Regions from separate parts of the Sus scrofa genome. Here region 1 is linked to region 2. A link is a contact called in public Hi-C data. All regions are on one chromosome and are shown on one strand. The core of a region is the stretch at or near the end of the contact, and the rest is flanking DNA. Distances in the headings are between cores, read along the strand shown.

Region 1 (4,320 bases), core at 1,246-3,745, 46 kb before region 2:
ACAAGGGGCCACAGGGAGTCAAAGAGGATTGTTGAGGAAATAGTGGTTGTGGAGTTTCAGAAAAATGGAGGTTATAGGGCCATTAGGCCCATTAAGGGTACCTGGAAGTGTGAGGGACTTGTAGAGCTTGAACAGCTGGGAAGATGGAAGTCAGAGATGGGGGGGTAAGGGGTCAGGGAAAGCCAAAGAGAAAAGTCTTAAAGAGGAGAGTTAGTTCTGGCAATGAGGGGAAGCATTAGAGTCTGGGAGGTTCGGGGGCCGGAAAGAGTAGGGCATGCACGAGGGCTCAGAGAATCCAAGAGTGGGAGAGTGGGAGCCTCCAAGAGCGTAAGGTGGCAAGGAAGCCAGGAGAGGGAATGTCAAGCTGCACTGAGCAACTGTAGAGGGAGCGGGTATGAATAGTGGAGGGGGTGAGGTGACACAGACTCCTTGGAGATCTACAATGTGTCCTGAACCCTTAGAGGGGCTCTTCCTCCTGCCCACTCTTCAGTTGTTCAGACCAGAGGTTGGGGGTGGAAGAGGAGGGACCATCTGGCTCCTATCCCTGCCTACTACGCAGCCATTCTAGGGGGAGGCATAAAGTCTGCACAGCACAAGTCCCCCCCACATATCCCACCCCATCTCTACCCAACCTGGAACTCAGAACTTCAAGCTTCCTTTGCACTTCATCCAGCCACCTATAATGCTCTACCTGGAGGCTTTCCTTGGATGCCCAGTCCAAAAGACCAACTCTACTCTCTGAATTTCTACATCTTCTTGCTGGGGAGTCACTGGGCATTTAGTCCACTAGACCATTTGGCATTTTTGTGCAATTTAGGAAAAACTGAGTTCCTCTAGGCAAAGCAGACTTGTGCCAAGGTCTAGAGTTCTGTAAGTGGAGCATGGGCTAGATTTCAGCCCCTACTTGCCTATCCAGCTGAACTCCCTTGTGCAGTATCCATCCTGGACAACTATTTGCAGCAGCCCTGATTACTGGAACCTGCTTTGGACACACATTTCCATGTGTATGACTAATATTTAGCTCCTCTCTAATAGGTATCACAGGCATAAATGGCTCAGAAGACTTTCCCCCATCAGACAATATGCTCGGTGATAAGAGACCATGTTTACTTACCCTGCTAAATGTTTTCAGTGCCTACCTAGCATAGTAACCCAAACATATCTTCATCACAAGAGCTATTATGTATTCAGTGCTTACTAATTCTTGCAACAACCCTGTGTGAGACAAGTATCATTCTTCCCACTGTTCAGATGAGAAAACTGGACCTTAGCAGTTAATGAGCCCAAGGCATCACAATTAGTAAGGTGCAGAGCCAGGTTCAAATTCAAGCATGCCTAACTCAAAAACCTGTGTTCTCTAGGATCTAGAGTCTAAGTTATCTACAAACATTTGTGGGATGGAAAAAGAGAGAGAGAGAAAAGAAAGATAATTATTATGGTGGTGGTAAAGTTCTAAAGAAGGCTGAGGGTGCCTCAGAAAAATAACTTAGGGAAACAGTGGGGAAGCCCCAGTGAGGGATGAGATGAGGTCTCACCGAAGAAGCAGTAGACGACTCCAAACAGACAGCACATGATGCAGACGAGGGCCGGCAGTGCCTGGTACCTGCGTTCCAGGGGCTGTTCACAGGGTGCACCCCAGAAGGCATCATCTGGCTCGGGGGGCAGCAGCTGGAACCGCAGTGTCGCCGCAGTGCCTGGCATAGTGCTGGGAACAGAGGGAGTCACCCTCCCAGGTCAGCCTGACAGAGAGGAAGTTGGGGTCAAAGAGGAGTCCTGGGTCTCTACCACGATGGAGTGAGAATGGGAGTGGGAGAACTAGGCAAGGACACAGTGGACAAAGGAGTGGTGCTCACATCACACAGCTCTGGAAGCATCCCTGAAGTAAGGGGCAAAAGACAAAGGGAAACAAAAGTGCCCGGCTAGAGGGAGCTGGGATGAAGTTAAAAGGGTAACTGGGTTGTGGGGAGATGAGGTCAGTGTGCTGCCAGTGAGAAGCAGGCGGCTAGAAGACTGGTCTGTGGGCGGCTAAATCTGGGATTGTCCAAGATCTACCTGGGCCGGAGGCGACCTGAGCTTCAGAGCGAAAGAGGCTGTGCAGAAGCCGGCGTGTCCGGGGTTGCAGGGTGCCAGGGGCTCCAGCCGACTTGGGTCCGGTAAAAGTCCGCCGTGAGGGGAAGGGGGCCGCTGGGCCGGAGGGACCGGTCCCTGCGCGGCAGCGTCGCCGCTCCGCCTCCAAAACCGGCTAGCACTCCAGGTCCGCGGCGTTCGGGGACTCGGGCTGGGCCTGGGAAAGGGAAAGGAGCGGGAGCAGGGGCTTGGGCTGCCCCAGAGCCGCGGCCCCATGCCCTGAGCCCGCCCGCGGCCTGTGGTGCTGATGGACAGCTCCGGCCTCTGCTCCTGACGTCACTCAGGGCGCACCATCCAGGCAGGGGCGGGCTGCTTCTGACGTCACCCGAGACGCACCAACCACGCCGAGAGGAGGTTAGGCGACTCCGCCCCCGGCGTCTGCCTCTCCCGCACTGAGGAGGGGGCACTTCCGGGGGTCCTTCCCCTTTAACCTCCCCCTTTTCCTCCCTCTCCGGTAGCTGGAGCCCGAGACCACACCCCGGGGGCGGGGCCCTCCCAGTGACACGTCGGACAGCGACGGCCCCCGCTAAGGCTCCCGAGCCCAGCGCCGGGACGGTGAGCGGTACCGAGCTGCGGCTGGAAGGGGATCAGAACGCAGCGCTGGGGATTCGACTGGCACCGCGGGCTCTGCTCGGCGCGGAGTGGGGGGGCCCGCCTGCTTGCCCTGGGCCCTCTGGATCCGCCCCCTCCCCAGTCCCGCCCCCTCGGAGCCTCCTCTAGCTGCTCTGGGGCTGCTCCGAGGCCCGGGGCCCGCGGTCCTGGCGCCATGCGGGCATCGCTGCTGTTGTCGGTGCTGCGGCCCGCAGGGCCAGTGGCCGTGGGCATCTCCCTGGGCTTCACTCTGAGCCTGCTCAGCGTCACCTGGGTGGAGGAGCCGTGCGGCCCAGGCCCGCCCCAACCCGGAGATTCTGAGCTGCCGCCGCGCGGCAACACAAACGCGGCACGCCGGCCCAACTCGGTGCAACCTGGAGCAGAGCGCGAGAAGCCCGGGGCCGGCGCAGGAGCCGTGGAGAACTGGGAGCCGCGCGTATTGCCCTATCACCCCGCACAGCCTGGCCAGGCCGCCAAAAAGGCCGTCAGGTAGGGATCAGACTCGCCAGCCCCACCCCCTGTGAACCGGCCTGGACAGGCGCGCCGTGGAGGCCGACAGGGGCTGGGTCAGGCTCCGGAAGGAAGGGGCTGGCTAGCCAGGAAGTCTTTGGGCCCTGATAATTTCCGATAGCCCTGCTTCTCGGGGAGGTGTGGAGCCCATCTGAGGCCTCCCTGGGCCTCATCCAGGCCTGGGCAGAACTTGCCCACCTCTGTCCTAAACCTGCTTGACACCACGGGCCCCCAGAGATCCTCAGTTCCCTGGCTCGGTGATGGGTGTAGACTGGTATAGAGAGAGGGAAAGAGAAAAGAGAGAACTAGGATTTACCTCTCTTATTCCTGTGTGGAGACCTGGATGGGGAGGTATTGAGGTTCCTGGGGGAAGGGTGATATACCCATCCCATTAATGCCTCTGCCTGTGAGTTGAACTAATTTCTCCTAAGTAACACTGAGTTCAATTTCCAGTTCTGCAACTTACCTTCTGTGTTGTGGAAGGTAAGATCCTGGAACCCCTGAGCTCCCCAAACACATTCACTACATGTCTATGCTATTCATTCCTTTACATCATTTGTGTGACATATTTGTGGTATAATGCCATATATTTAGAAATAAGTATATCCATCGACTTCCCGTTGTGGTGCAGCAGAAACGAATCTAACTGGTATCCGTGAGGATGCGGGTTCGATCTCTGGCCTTGCTCAGTGGGTTGGGAATCCAGCATTGCTGTGAGCTGTGGTATAGGTCTCAGACGAGGCTCTGATCCCACGTGGCTGTGCTGTGGCTGTGGCATAGGCCGGCAGCTGTAGCTCCAATTGGATCCCTAGCCTGGGAACTTCAATATGCTGCAGATGTGCCCCTAAAAAGCAAAGAGAAAGAGAGAGAGAGAGACAGGGAGAGAGAAAGAAAGAATAGAATATACATGATGATGTGTGGAATACCTATATGCCAAGCATTTGGCTTAGTGCTTTAAAGAAACAATCAGCCCTGTTTACAGATGAGGCTAGCTAAGGCTCAGATGGGTTTAGTAACTTGCTCAAGGACCAAACTATTAAGTAATGAAACAGGGAATCAGACGCACAGTGTATCTCTCATCTCTGCCTGGAT
Region 2 (4,417 bases), core at 50-2,549:
ACTGTCATTTGTTAAATGGCGGTCCCTGAAGTTATGCCTCATGGGAAGGTTACAGCTGGGAAAGGGGACTATATGGCATGAAGATGAGCAGGAAGGGAGGTGGGAGAGGGAAGCCTCTGGCATTACCTGGGCACAAGCCTCAATGTGGTGCTGAATCATAGGGACCCCCGCCACAGGAAACAGGGGTTTGGGCACCTCAAAAGACAGGGGCCTGAAGCGAGTCCCTGGGAGAGAAGAAAGAAGCAAATTTCAGCTTCCTTTCTCCCTCTGCCCCCACCCCATCAACCACTCCAGCCCAACCTCCTTCCCCCATTCCCCTGGCTCCTCACCCTTTTGGGGGCCTCCAATCAGGATCACAGCTTTCAGCATGATGTCGATTGCTACCTAAACCTCAAATCCCAACAAAGTCAGGCTCAGATCTCACACCCCAATCCAGGAACCAGACTCACACCCCAACCAAACCCCAAACCCTAAACGGCAACCTTTAGTCCTCTCCAAGGTTGTAAATCCGAAGTTCCTGTACAGCCCTGCCCTGGACACATCAACTCATAAGTCCCACAAATCTCAAATCCCACCCAGATTCCAGCTGGCCTTCAAATCCCACAGTGATCCCACCAAATTCTGAAATTCACACCCCATTTGGCCCCTAACAGACTTCCCTCTGGTCACAAATTCAGCAACCTCAGAAACTCAGCAAGATATGCCTTCTCAGATCCAAATCTCAAAAAACACCACCCTGTAAACCCAAACCCACAGAGTCCCCATTACTGCATCCTCCTTCTAGATGTTAAGCCCTGAACCCCAATTGTGAACCATGAATACTGAACCTCATATCCTAAGTGAGTTCCAAATATTTAACTACAACCCTAAGAATGAATCCTAAGTACTGAACTAACGCTGATCCACATCTGATGCATCCCAAATCCCAGCAAAAATCCCTGAAACCTAAAACTAACCTTTAGATGATGAACTCTGAATCAAAAGACGGATTTCTTTGGCATCCCAAACACTGAACCTACCAACTCCCTGAGTACCGAAAGTGACAAGTACTGAATCTCTGGACTGACTGCTGACCCTCTGAACCCCACAACTGACTCTGTCTAACAAACGCCCTAGCCTCGCGTAGCGAGGAGTTGTGGGACCCAGCAGAGCGGAAGTGCGGAGAGCGATCAGAGTCGCTCTGTCAACCGGCCGTGCCCGGCCCTCTACCCCTTACACCACCCCTTCACCAGCTCCCTTTACCACTAGCTCTCTTTTGCCAGATTTGTGGCCCGCTGCTGCTTGCTCCTTCCGCGCACGTGTCTTCTCGCAACTCGCGAGAACTCCTTCGCGAAGTCTTCTGGGAATTGTAGTTCCTAATAGTTCCTCGCTTTCCAACCGAGCGATAGGAGGTGGGACTTAAGGGAGATCACGGGGGCGTGGCCAAGGGATTGAGGGGCCGGGTTTAATAGTGAAGCAAGGTGGGGCCTGAGAAGCAGTGGTTGGAATTTAGGAAGAAGAGGACCTGAGCTGTCTGGGAAAGGGCCCAGGGATAGCAGCCAAAACCGAGAGCCAAGTTACAGGGCAGAGCAAGTCTGGAGACCTGAGTGGGTGTGTCCACCCTTGAAATGGGAGGGGCCAGAGTGCCTACCCCCCCAGGAAAGGGTGGGGCTTGAGGTATACAAAGAAGGGAAGGCGAAGTCATGGACTTCTCTGCCAGTGCGTTTGTGAAGTGAACCAACTTTTGGCCATGAGAGAAATCTTATCTCAGATTTACTGTCTGCAAAATGAAGCGCTGGACGAGACCCTCTCCAAATATTCTGACCCCAACATGCTGTGACCGTGGTTTGTTGGTTTGGAATAAGAGTGTGTGCGAGGGCAGGGGCAATGGAGTCTCGAAAGAACAGAACAGACGCGGAGGTTCAGGGAGTGCAGCTTTATTAAGCAAGATGAAGGAGGATTGTCGGTTCCACCCACCCCGGGCCTTGGAGCCAGGGCGAAGGGTCTGAGGGTCCCTTTCAGGCCACGTCTACGCGAGCAAAGCTCTGGTCCATGCCCAGGCTGTTCTCCACTACACCTCGTACTTGCCGCTGTCCTCTGGCGTGGCCCGACGGATGGTCAGCGTGGTGGTGGTACTGCCGATCTTGAAGAACACTCTGGGCGAGAAGAGAGGGTGGGCAGGGCCTTGAGTCAGTTTACAGGCTCCCAGGCCGGGCTAATTAACCAGCTCTGTTCTTTGCCTCCCAGTGCCCCGCCCCCATCCCATTGCCGCCAATTTTCTGGGCCCGGTCCCGCCCAAACTCCCGCCCAAGCTCCCGCTCCAGGCGCTGTCCTTGAGGCAAGTCTCCCCGCCTCGCCTGTCATCCTCATCGAAGTCTACGCCTTCCTTGGCCCAGCCCACGTCCGGCGCAGGTTCGCCCAGGATCTCCGCTGTCAGCGTTACCGTGGTGCCTTTGCGCGCCTTGGTGTTATCCGGCCCCTTCTTAATCTTCGCCGGGACTAGAGGAAGGAAAAGGGAACTCCCCCCAGTGAGGGACCTAGAGGTGAGGCGGGTTGTTACCCTGCTCTAAATACGAGATGGATTTAAGCTCGCTGTGTGACGTTGGGCTAGTCTTTAGCTTCTCTGGGGCTTCATCGCCTCAGTTGTCAAACAGGACTAATCCTGCCCCTCTCAGAAGTGAATGAAGGCTCCAAAGAGATACTACATACAGCAGAAATTGACAGGACATTGTAAATCAACTATAATAAATTAAAAAAATAATTATATAAATATTAAAAAAGAGAGAGAGAGCGAGATACTGCAGGTCAAAGTCCTGGAATGTTCACACATTTCGTGGTGCCTTGGAAATTGCCCTGGGCTGGGAGCCAAAAGACCAGAGCTCAAACCCTGGCTGGACCCGGCTGTGGGCGCCCGCTAGGTCGTGCAGCTCTGCACAGTGGCGCTGGACCCAGAGCGCGCCTACCTTCCACGAGGATGCGCGCTGAGTCGGAGCACTGGCCGAAGGGGTTGGTTATGTTGATGCTATACTGGCCCAGGTCTGCCAGCTCGCCATCGCGCACCACCAGTGCGACTACGTCAGGGTCTTCGAAGACGTAGCGATACTTGGGCCCGTCGCGCAGCTCCTTGCCGTCCTTGCTCCAGCGGATGAATGGGTCCGGGAAAGCGGAAATACGGCAAATCAGCTTGGCCGCGCTGCCCTCGATCAGCACCACATCCTTCAGGGGCTCCAGCACTCGCGGCGGCCCTTCTCGCGCAGCTCCTTCCGGGACCTATCCGCGGGCCCAGCTCTCTGACACGGTTCTGGCCGCCCGCAGCCTTGTCCATCCGTCATCCTCCCCAGCCCGCCCCCTCGGCCCACTAGACCTCTTTAAACAGGGAAGGGTGTGTAAGGAAGTCAGCGACCCCTGAATTGTTACCCTGATAAAAACGATCTACTGGGAGTTCCCGACATGGCGCAGTGGTTAACGAATCCGACTAGGAACCATGAGGTTGCGGGTTCGATCCCTGCCCTTACTCAGGGTTAAGGATCTGGCGTTGCCGTGAGCTGTGGTGTAGGTTGCAGACGCGGCTCGGATCCCGCGTTGCTGTGGCTCTGACATAGGCTAGTGGCTACAGCTCTGATTGGACCCCTAGCCTGGGAACCTCCATATGCCGCGGGAGCGGCCCAAGAAATGGCAAAAAGACAAAAAAAAAAAAAAAAAAAAAAAAAAAGATCTACTCTGTGTCTGTCGGCCGCTTTTCCACACTTCAGTAACAGCTCTCCCTTAAGTCCAGTGACCCCAGTGGTCCGGGACACTGTGTTCTGCCTACCCCCAGCCCCCAAATGCAGGAATGCGCGTTCTGCGCTCCAGCTGTCTTCCCCCCCCCCCCGAAGGTTCCCCAGGGGTCCCCCTCACCTGTGGCCCCGGTAAGAGGCCTGGATGCGAATGGCGGCTTTCTGGACCTGGGGGTCGTTGATATCTAGGGTACATCCCTGAGGTGCGGTTGCAGCCGCCGGTTTTTTGGCGGGAGCTGCTTTGGACATCTGAGGAGCAGAACACAACCAGGAGTTTGGGCTGACACAGAGACTCTGACCTTCAGCCTTTCCCCTTCGGAATCAGAACATTCCCTGAAGTGGGAGTGTCCACGGCTGATTTGAGGATGTAGACTCACTATGAGGGGTCGACTTCGGAACTTGGATCCAACTGGCTGGGTAGCAAGAGGCACGGAGCCCTTCCAGATGGCACAGCAGGGGCACGGGCAGGTGCTCAGCCCTGGGCCCAGGTTTTTTGTTTTTTTGTTTTTTTGGGTTTTTTTTGTCTTTTTGCTATTTCTTTGGGCCGATCCTGCAGCATATGGATGTTCCCAGGCTAGGGGGCCAGTCGGAGCTGTAGCCACTGGCCTACGCCAGAGCCACAGCAACGCGGGATCCAAGCCACTTCTGCAGTCTACACCACA

Evidence for each region. Hi-C and Micro-C count contacts between places; a contact is called where the count stands out from the background.
Region 1: a Hi-C map of liver shows a contact between it and region 2, with 3 times the contacts expected there. The contact joins the promoter of CHPF here to the promoter of GMPPA in region 2. A contact is called at or near these places in 2 of 5 promoter capture datasets (fetal liver and liver), 6 of 47 Hi-C or Micro-C datasets (fetal liver, heart right ventricle, liver and 2 more) and 1 of 2 datasets of contacts at active chromatin or transcription factors (skeletal muscle).

What each region holds. Positions count from the first base shown.
Region 1 is chr15:121,551,765-121,556,084 of Sscrofa11.1, reverse strand. It overlaps CHPF (chondroitin sulfate synthase 2), which reads left to right and starts at 2,495. Exons shown (of 4, transcript XM_003359649.4): 1 at 2,495-3,207. The coding sequence starts at 2,894. It overlaps TMEM198 (transmembrane protein 198), which reads right to left and starts at 2,399. Exons shown (of 5, transcript XM_021076309.1): 1 at 2,053-2,399; 2 at 1,536-1,739. The coding sequence starts at 1,701.
Region 2 is chr15:121,504,442-121,508,858 of Sscrofa11.1, reverse strand. GMPPA (GDP-mannose pyrophosphorylase A) reads right to left here and starts at 1,299. Exons shown (of 14, transcript NM_001244657.1): 1 at 1,243-1,299; 2 at 330-384; 3 at 127-224. The coding sequence starts at 369. It overlaps LOC102159110 (CAVP-target protein), which reads right to left and starts at 4,029. Exons shown (of 6, transcript XM_005672245.3): 1 at 3,877-4,029; 2 at 3,230-3,249; 3 at 2,943-3,227; 4 at 2,337-2,478; 5 at 2,056-2,135; 6 at 1,998-2,053. The coding sequence starts at 4,004. The coding sequence ends at 1,998.